3 separate regions of the Mus musculus genome follow, and regions 2 and 3 are each linked to region 1. The links are chromatin contacts, called in public Hi-C and promoter capture Hi-C maps. All regions are on one chromosome and are shown on one strand. The core of a region is the stretch at or near the end of the contact, and the rest is flanking DNA. Distances in the headings are between cores, read along the strand shown.

Evidence for each region. Promoter capture Hi-C pulls out the DNA fragments that hold promoters and counts their contacts. Hi-C and Micro-C count contacts between places; a contact is called where the count stands out from the background.
Region 2: a contact with region 1 is called in a promoter capture Hi-C map of the 3T3-L1 cell line, with 4 times the contacts expected there. The contact joins two enhancer-like sites. A contact is called at or near these places in 1 of 39 promoter capture datasets (the 3T3-L1 cell line) and 3 of 484 Hi-C or Micro-C datasets (the 3T3-L1 cell line, cortical neurons and uterus).
Region 3: a Hi-C map of uterus shows a contact between it and region 1, with 12 times the contacts expected there. The contact joins two enhancer-like sites. A contact is called at or near these places in 8 of 484 Hi-C or Micro-C datasets (the HPC-7 cell line, adipose-derived mesenchymal stem cells, embryonic stem cells and 1 more), 2 of 115 datasets of contacts at active chromatin or transcription factors (bone marrow-derived dendritic cells and fibro-adipogenic progenitors) and 1 of 9 other capture datasets (embryonic stem cells).

The regions. Positions count from the first base shown.
Region 1 is chr6:143,861,499-143,864,198 of GRCm38.p6, reverse strand. It overlaps Sox5 (SRY (sex determining region Y)-box 5), which reads left to right. Exons shown (of 15, transcript NM_011444.3): 11 at 2,670-2,700. Among named protein-coding and RNA genes, the nearest start is that of Gm52484, 31 kb to the left of the region's middle. Within about 2 kb of position 1,373, at least 15 of the 459 cell types and tissues checked have an H3K27ac peak or open chromatin away from gene starts, as enhancers often do. A contact at or near this core is called in uterus, where this site is marked.
Region 2 is chr6:144,073,821-144,076,520 of GRCm38.p6, reverse strand. The region is part of intron 3 of Sox5 (SRY (sex determining region Y)-box 5); the gene reads left to right. Among named protein-coding and RNA genes, the nearest start is that of Gm52485, 89 kb to the right of the region's middle. Within about 2 kb of position 1,415, at least 86 of the 459 cell types and tissues checked have an H3K27ac peak or open chromatin away from gene starts, as enhancers often do. A contact at or near this core is called in uterus, where this site is marked.
Region 3 is chr6:143,615,247-143,617,946 of GRCm38.p6, reverse strand. It overlaps 1700060C16Rik (RIKEN cDNA 1700060C16 gene), which reads left to right. Exons shown (of 5, transcript NR_045732.1): 3 at 2,238-2,472. Among named protein-coding and RNA genes, the nearest start is that of 1700060C16Rik, 35 kb to the left of the region's middle. Within about 2 kb of position 1,311, at least 15 of the 459 cell types and tissues checked have an H3K27ac peak or open chromatin away from gene starts, as enhancers often do. A contact at or near this core is called in uterus, where this site is marked.

The DNA of each region.
Region 1 (2,700 bases), core at 124-2,623:
TCTTTCTAGAATCCAAGGCAAGGCAATGCAAGGACATGGGTGAAGGGAGCCAGCAGGGGAAGAAAGACATCAGCTGAGCATGCTAAAATGACACTGGACGGACACAGGGAGCAAACCCATGCCATGGCTCAACTCTGTAACATATGGTGCGGCTTTCAGAGTTAGCAGACCAGATACCAATTTTAGAATCTAACACAGCGTTACTACTGAAACACAAGGGTCTCCAAAAACAATGTTTATTTCTGAGCCAGCACCTATTTGAACCTCATCGACCCTCCCCACGGCTGGAGTGGCCCTTGCCCCACATGGGTTCAGTTCCTCACCTCACCATCATTTACATTCCCCATCTATCCATATTAACTGTTTTCCTACACAGTGCTATCTTGGCAGTCTGTAAAAAAGCTTAAAGAATTCATGCTTTTATTCAACACCATGTGCTAAACCGTTTCAAATATATTTGTGTTCTGGGGAAGCTAAACAGACCATAGAGAGACTAAATAGAGTATAAAAAGCATGCATCGCCAGGTTGAGTAGAGACAGGGGTCAGGGGCCAGGACAAGCAGACTGGTCTTTTGAGGACTGACTAAACAAGCACACCCAAGCTTATCACAGAAGGGCTGGATTGCTACCCAGAGTACGGCAGGTCGCTATGCACTGGGGAATAACATGTTGAGAGCACTGTTCATGATGCTGGGGAGAGTGTCACTGAGAGCAGGTCTATCCTCAGCCACAGACATCCACCCCAAGCAGTCCTTGGTGTGAACATCATGTGTATTTGAAGCCGCAGTTTGTTCTTTGGATCAATTGCAGTGACTATTTCTAAAAAGCACAGCAATCACTCTCAGTCCCCTCCTCCTTCTATGACCTCATCTGGGACATACTCAAGGACCCAAGAAGATGAGAGGACCAGGATTAGCCTGTGACAAGGAAAGCCAGGACCACCGAGGAACCAAACTTTACCAGTCCTCACCAGAACCGTACTATGTGGGTCTCCCTTCAGTACTCTCAGTAGAATTTTTAAGCAGCGAGAAAATATTTGATGAGTTTTTGGCAATCAGCAGGTCAGACAGAAGAGCTATGCAATGAGGGTGTGTAATCTGACATGATTAGACAAGGCTCTTTAGTACCAGAACATTCATAATGACACAAAGAAAGAGTATTAATAACACTTTCGTAGCAAGGCAGCTAGCCATTTTATATTTCCTTTCTTTAATCTTAGTGTTTTTCAACAAATCGTGGGATTTAATAGCGTGTTTTGGCAGATTAGAGGATTTATGGCCCAGATGTTTTTTGTTCTAAAAATGGATTAGGGTGTAAAGTTTGCTGGAATTCGTGGAACATGTTGAGGCAAGCCGGTCATTTTATGTGTGATTAGTGCCTGCCTTCTGTCTCACAGTCCCTCCATCTGTCACAGCTCACCAATGGATCTGGTTAGATTTAGCCTCGTGTCACAAACAAGTCCCTTTTCTGGGCAATTTCATATTACAGATCCATCTTAGGCCATTTTATGCCCCACTTAAAAGATAGGGAGTGAGCAACAGAATATTAGCCATCCTTTAAATAGTTGCAAAATGCACTGTTTTTTTTTTCTCAATTCTCCTCTACCCTAAAATAATGTTCTGTACAGTAATGCACAGCAAATAAGTCAGTGGCCAGCAGCTCCACTGGGATCAGGTTAACATCACCTCAGCCCCTCACTCAGAGTCCTTTTAGACTATTTTGGCAGAGACCTTGACTAAGCCTGGGCCAGGGAGTTTTAGACCCAAGCTGGCCATTGAGACTGAGTTAACAGAGGCCAGAGTTAATACTACCGATGATGTCTTACTGATTGCGGGTTCTTGGTCATATTGTGTGCCTGAAGTCTAGTCTCCTCATGCCTAGGACTTTAGACCCACAGGAAACCACTGCCACCTGTAGATCATGTTCACGGAAAGTGGATTTATGGGGGTGGGGGAGTGTTTCTTCCAGTCAGCTAATGACTTATCCCATCTGTCACAGACCTGATTGCACTAGCCATACACCCTGACCTGAATTTTCTGATACTCTGAGAGGGAACTGCAGTTGCTATTATCAGCGCATAGATCTTAGAGGGCAACTGACTGAACCTCCGAGTTTCATATTTTTAAACTTTGGAATACTTTACGTTTGAGGCTGAAAAGATGGCTCAATGGTTAAAAGCACGTACTACTCTTGCAGAGGAGACAAGTTTGGTTCCCAGTAGCCATCTTGGTTCACAGCTGCCTGTGACTCCAGTTGCAGGAGATCCAAGGACCTCTCCTGGCCTATGTGGACACTGCACACATACACACAGGGAGACACACACAGACATACACACATGCAAAAACACATGCATACATGCATGCACAATTCAAATCAAAATCAATCTACATTTGCAGGTATAAATTTGTGAACATTTAGAAGCAATCAGATATGCTGTGTGTGTGTCTTTCTACTGTGGATGAATGTGGTATTCTCATATATGACTGCTTGCTCATTCATTCATTCATTCATTCATTCATTCCGCATGGGTTCCATGAAGACATTAGGAACCCTCAGATCCCTCAGAACCCACCGCCTCCTCCTCACCCGCACCCCCAACCAAGTAATGACCAAAACTCAGCTTCTCCCTCTCCCATGCACTTGGTACATCTATTGTGTCTTGTTCCCAGGCTATTTAAATGACCACGATGCTGTCACCAA
Region 2 (2,700 bases), core at 166-2,665, 210 kb before region 1:
GTTGAGTTTCATAAAATTCCTGATGAGTTACCGCCTCAATGCACGATGTGCTTGGTGTTGGGATATTTTCTTCTAACAATGCCTTTCTCAAAATCTCCCAGTATTGTAATATATGCTAATGTGTATTTTGCAAAATCATGACACTTAAGAAGTGATTGTGACACAATAAAATTCACATAAACACGGGGAAAATTATTTAAGTGGTGAAAAATAATATCTTCTGGCAATTAAGGAGAACGCATAAAGGAGGAAACGGCAGCGACTGCTGCAGCTCCCACGTTCGCTTTGCCATTTTCCCGTTATTACTGTAGCGATCTTCGCACAGAGCCCAGATTGCTAGGTGCACGTTGTCTGTGCTGATGCTCTTTAGGCACAGATGTAAAGGAGTTATTGGTTTGCTTTGCCCTTCGCTCTCTTCAGAATACTTAGCGGAAGCATCCTGTGACAGATACCGCCAAGAACAACTCCTTGAGATGAGCTTCATCAAGGGGAAGTGTGGTTTGCTGTGGCCTGGTTTGGGTGTCCTTTAATCCTATGGCCAGCTTCCGATTTCCTTGTTTGGGTTGAGTACCTATTCTCATCCTTACACACGCACCCTGGCATCCAAAACCAGACTGGATTCAGTTACCTGCATCCAGACGGCAAAATTGGGCTTCTGCTTCTACCACCTCCCTGTGTATGCTCCTTGTAGACCTCAGAATGAAACTGGGCATATTGGTAAAGGTGCTCGTGGCTTCTAGGTCTCTTAAAAGCTGTTTGCTCGCCTTCCAGGAGTGGAAGAGACGCTTGTTACCTTAGCACATTAGAAGACGAGTGGCTGGGGACTGAGTTAATATTTTCCCAAGTGCTGCTAAGAAATGGGCTGGTTTACACGTGAGCATTTAAAAGCTGCTTCTGCCTCGAAACTCAGTATTTGAGACAGGTTAGTCAGAAACGCTAAACTATATGAGTCCTTCTTGTCTGTAAGGGATCGGTTCCAAGCCCAAGCGGGTTCCTGAAAGCACACTCAGAGCTGATCCATATGGATACTATCTGTTTTCGTTTTTCTACACAGTTATGATAAAGCTTATGAAATAGGAACACAGAGAGATTGACAGTAATTGCTATTGATAAAATAGGGCAAGCTTTAAGAATACATTATGTGTAATAAAAGAAGATAAAGCCTCCTGAAAGACTGAAGTCAAATATTAGCACCCACTGTAAAGCCAACCTTAGAGACGAGCTGACTGTCACATGTGCCACAGACATAAAACTTGCCTACAGTTAGAAAAATATATTTTTGAAGTTAAGACTTAAGAAGTCTGTTTGAAATACATCTGCCACATCCCTTCCAGATAAATGCTAGGGAAAGCGAGCCCATGGCTCACGTGTGCTAGCTGGAAGCTTTCCCGGTAGTAGTGAGACTCGTAGTGACTCACTCATATATTCTGGGCAGCTCCTGATTGATAGCATGTGGCCAAGGAACAGCTTCAAACCGTCTCACATTGGTGTTTAACCCATGAGTCATTGCTCCTGATCTATGCCCATGATGTTTTAATTTAAGAAATACCGAGTTCTCCTTTAAGAGCAGGCTGGAAATCGACAGACTAAAACCCAAGGGGGATGGGGCCCTTCCTTCGAGTGTCATTGACTAGAAAGGATAGTTTCCATTCTGTCCCCGTGAAGGCCAGTTCTAGATGGAGTAGTGGGGAGCCCCACGTGCTCCTTCAAGATTGCAGGAAGTAAGTGTCTTTGCTTACTCTTCAAATATTAAATCTGAGTCCTCTCTCCCTGCTTCCCCTTCGCATCTGCCTGTTCCCTGTCTCCCCTCCTTCTCCTCTCCTCCTCTGTTAAATACATTAACTGCCTTACCTGAAACCTGGATTTCTTGCCTGAGTTGCTTTATTGTTTCTGCCAGTGCGTAGTATAGATTTGTGGCTTCTATTGAAGGTTGGGGGAGACTCTTTTTCACTTGAATGTGGTATTGTTTCCATGTGAATAAAAGAGCCACAGATCGACTTTATATATAGTTTATAAATAATTATACATATACACGCATATATATATATATATATATATAATATTTCTAGACTTTTTTATATTTATAGGCTTCTTTAGCTGTAACACACCACCAATATTTAATATAGTGTTACGCTTTAAACATAGTTTCTTCCTCTATTCCGATTGAGTAGTACCTGCCACAGTTTTAATCCAATTAATACTTATTAAATTGTTTTGACTCATAATGTAGAATTATTTGCTTAAGCTGATCTGAAACATATAATCTACACTTTCTAAGTTCTTGTCAATGCGAATCAAGATCTGCTGTGCCAGTCTTGGCAAAAGCTCAGCAGAAAATAGAATATTCATATCTGGTTACCAGAGCTCTAGGCGTACTGAAGCGTTCCTCAGCTTCCTCTGTGGACAGAGGCAGGATTTCATCATGCCCCATTCTTAGGCAGAGACACAATCGCTTCTATTAAACAGTGTTCTAGCATGGTATCATTAGTCTGCATTGAGGAGTTTAAAAAGAAAAAATTCGTGAAAACAGCTATTATGAGAATGCGGTTCGCTGAATCAACTCCAATGTTCCTTCCATTAATGAGGACCCGGAAGACAGTTCCCACTCAGGCTTGTGTGCCACCAAGCTCTTGTCACACCTAGAGCTAACTTAGTGTCACCTGATTCACTTGATATAACCAGAAGCAGCTTAGGCACTAG
Region 3 (2,700 bases), core at 62-2,561, 250 kb after region 1:
TCCTGTGGACCTCTGTCTCTTTAGCACCCCACAGGAACATGACCTAAGACTGCTACGAGGGGCTGAGTGGTGTGGTCTGAGCTTGTTGGCATTCTAAGACATCTTTATGAGTGATTTAATCACAGCTAGTGAATGGAAATAAAGATTCAGTTTGGTCTCGGTCTCCTGCGATCCCAGTGGGCTTCTGAGCACAGGGTGGGGGGACTGAGTCACACACAGCCCACGGATGACCAGAGGACTGGGTCTTCTGGATGACAAGAGGACTAGGTCCCCCCAGATGAGTGACTTCATCTGTACTTTGTCACTTTCCCTGACTTTGTAGGGGACTCCATGGGGGCAGAGAGGGGTTGAAAAGCCTGCTCAGTGTTCACTGAAAGTAAATCTACTTTGTGAGGCAGCCATCTGGGGGATGGGGTGAGGGGGGGGGCAGACTGTGATTTTAATACCTGTCCCACTCAGCCTGCTCAGGTCTCCACCAGAACGCTCAAGGTCTAGGCCTGCATCTGTGCTCTGTAACAAATTTACTTTATAGTAGAAGACACATCTCTCATGTGTGGACAATAATTCCCTCTTCTTCTCTCAACCTGTTTCCTGTTGGTTCAGCACCCAGCCTTACTGATGCCCAATATCTAGCATGAGAAACACACAACTCAGCACCAAGCACTAGAGACACACAACTCGACATAAAGCACTAGAGACACACAGCACTAGAGACACACAAGTCAGCACCAAGCACTAGAGACGGGAAACTCAACACACAGCACTAGAGACACACAACTCAACACCAAGTACTACAAACATACAACTCAGAACAACACTAGGTCTATACAACTCAACACTAAGCACTAGTGATATAATACTCAGTACCAAGTACTAGACACTCACAACTCGACACCAAGCACTAGCGTTATGTAACCGAGTTGCTGGTAAACAACTCAGCACCAAGAATAACTCACCACCATGCATTTTTAATACACAGCACCATGTGTCAGTGACACACAACTTAGCCACCAGCAGAAATGACCCCAAATTTGCAGACTAAGTGTACCCATGAAGTCATAACAAGATAAATAATTCCCAGAGTCCTAATGTTGCTTCATGCATGGATCATATGTAGCCACTGCTCATGGGAGGAAATTCTACACTACAGAAAATACACGAAGCAACAGGACATAAACTCTCCCACAGTCACCACAGACAGCCTGCAACACGTTATCAGCTCTCATCTCCTTACAGGCCAGTAAAGGAAGAGTCATCTAACCCTGACAACAGAGTTTCCTTCAGCTGACCCAGTGCTGACACACCAGGATGAAATGTTCTTTTTCCCAGAATGCTCCATGACACTGTTTATAGAAGGTGCTGAAAGTGCCAGAGAGAGTAGCGCTGGCCTCCCCCGCCATCTTGGGGCCTCAGCCAATGCAGTGAAAATGTCCTAGTATCATGTCCATTGTTTAGATCTTTCATTCACCGCAGTCCCTCACATAAAATGCAGTACAAAGTCTCCTCCTTTGACTTCCACAACTAGCAAAAGCCTCAATTAATTTGTCCATCTATCCACAAAAGCAACAAGGAAAACAGACACATGGAAGCCTGGGCCTTAAAGCTTAGTGGAGGTGGAGATTTTCTCAGGGTAGGGATAGGTCTCCCTCCTCAAGTCCGTAGACAGAAGCTCTTAATGTGAGACTGGGGTTCAGTAAGCACAAGCTAACACCGATGCGCTCCACAAAAGAGAGCTGAGTCTGACCGGATGGCAAGATGCAGCCCAGACATTTGTTAGAGGAGTTAAAGAGAAGCAGAAGACCACTGTGGTGGGAGAGGCTCAGAGGCCGCTTGAGGCCCTTCCAGTGGGAGGAAGCACTGGGGATCTGGGCCGAGTGGGCATTCACGGGAAGAGGAAAGGCAGGGAAGAGGCAATGTGGGTGAGGGAGGGCTTTGGCTGTTAGCTATCATCTCAGTCTATGTGCACGTATGCATGCACATGCATGTGTTACTGTGCATGTATGAATGTATACGTGTGTGAATGTACTAAGTTGGGCACGGCAGAATCGCCTCAGAAATGGTATTTTTATATGCTGTTTATAACAGGTATGTGTGTGTGCATGTGTGTGTGTGTGTGTGTTTGTGGGTATATATAGTTGTGCATATATGAGGGTACATGTGGAAGCCAGAGGAGCATTTTGGGTGTCATTCCTTGGGCACCATCTTCCTTGAGTTTTGAGTCAAGGTCTCTCTTCCAGGAACTGAGGCTCTCCTGCAAGTCCCACGGATCCACATGCGCTATGCTGATGAGCAGCAACCACCACACCCAGAATTGTTTCATGAGGTCCTGGAGTTCCGTCTCAGCCCTGGCCTTGCACAACAGTTGACTTGATCGGCCTCTGCCCCAGCTTCAACAGCTTCCAGGATTGTTGAGGTGGCTCACACAGGCGGGCCTCAGGCTGCTCTTCTTTGGAATGCCTGAAGAATGCTGTGGTATGTACCACAGCTGGGGTGGTCTGGCAGGAAAGGTAGGACAATCGGCAGTGCAGCCTCTTGTCAGCTTGCAGGACGCATCCAGCCCACAGGTAGCAGCATCACGGAGCTCTTTGTGATTTACTAGATCTTCCTGAAGATTTCCATCATTGTGAAAGTAACACTTTGTTTAGCCTCCCTCCCAAACTTTAGGAGCACTAATCTGTCACAGTAGGCTCTGTCTTGTAC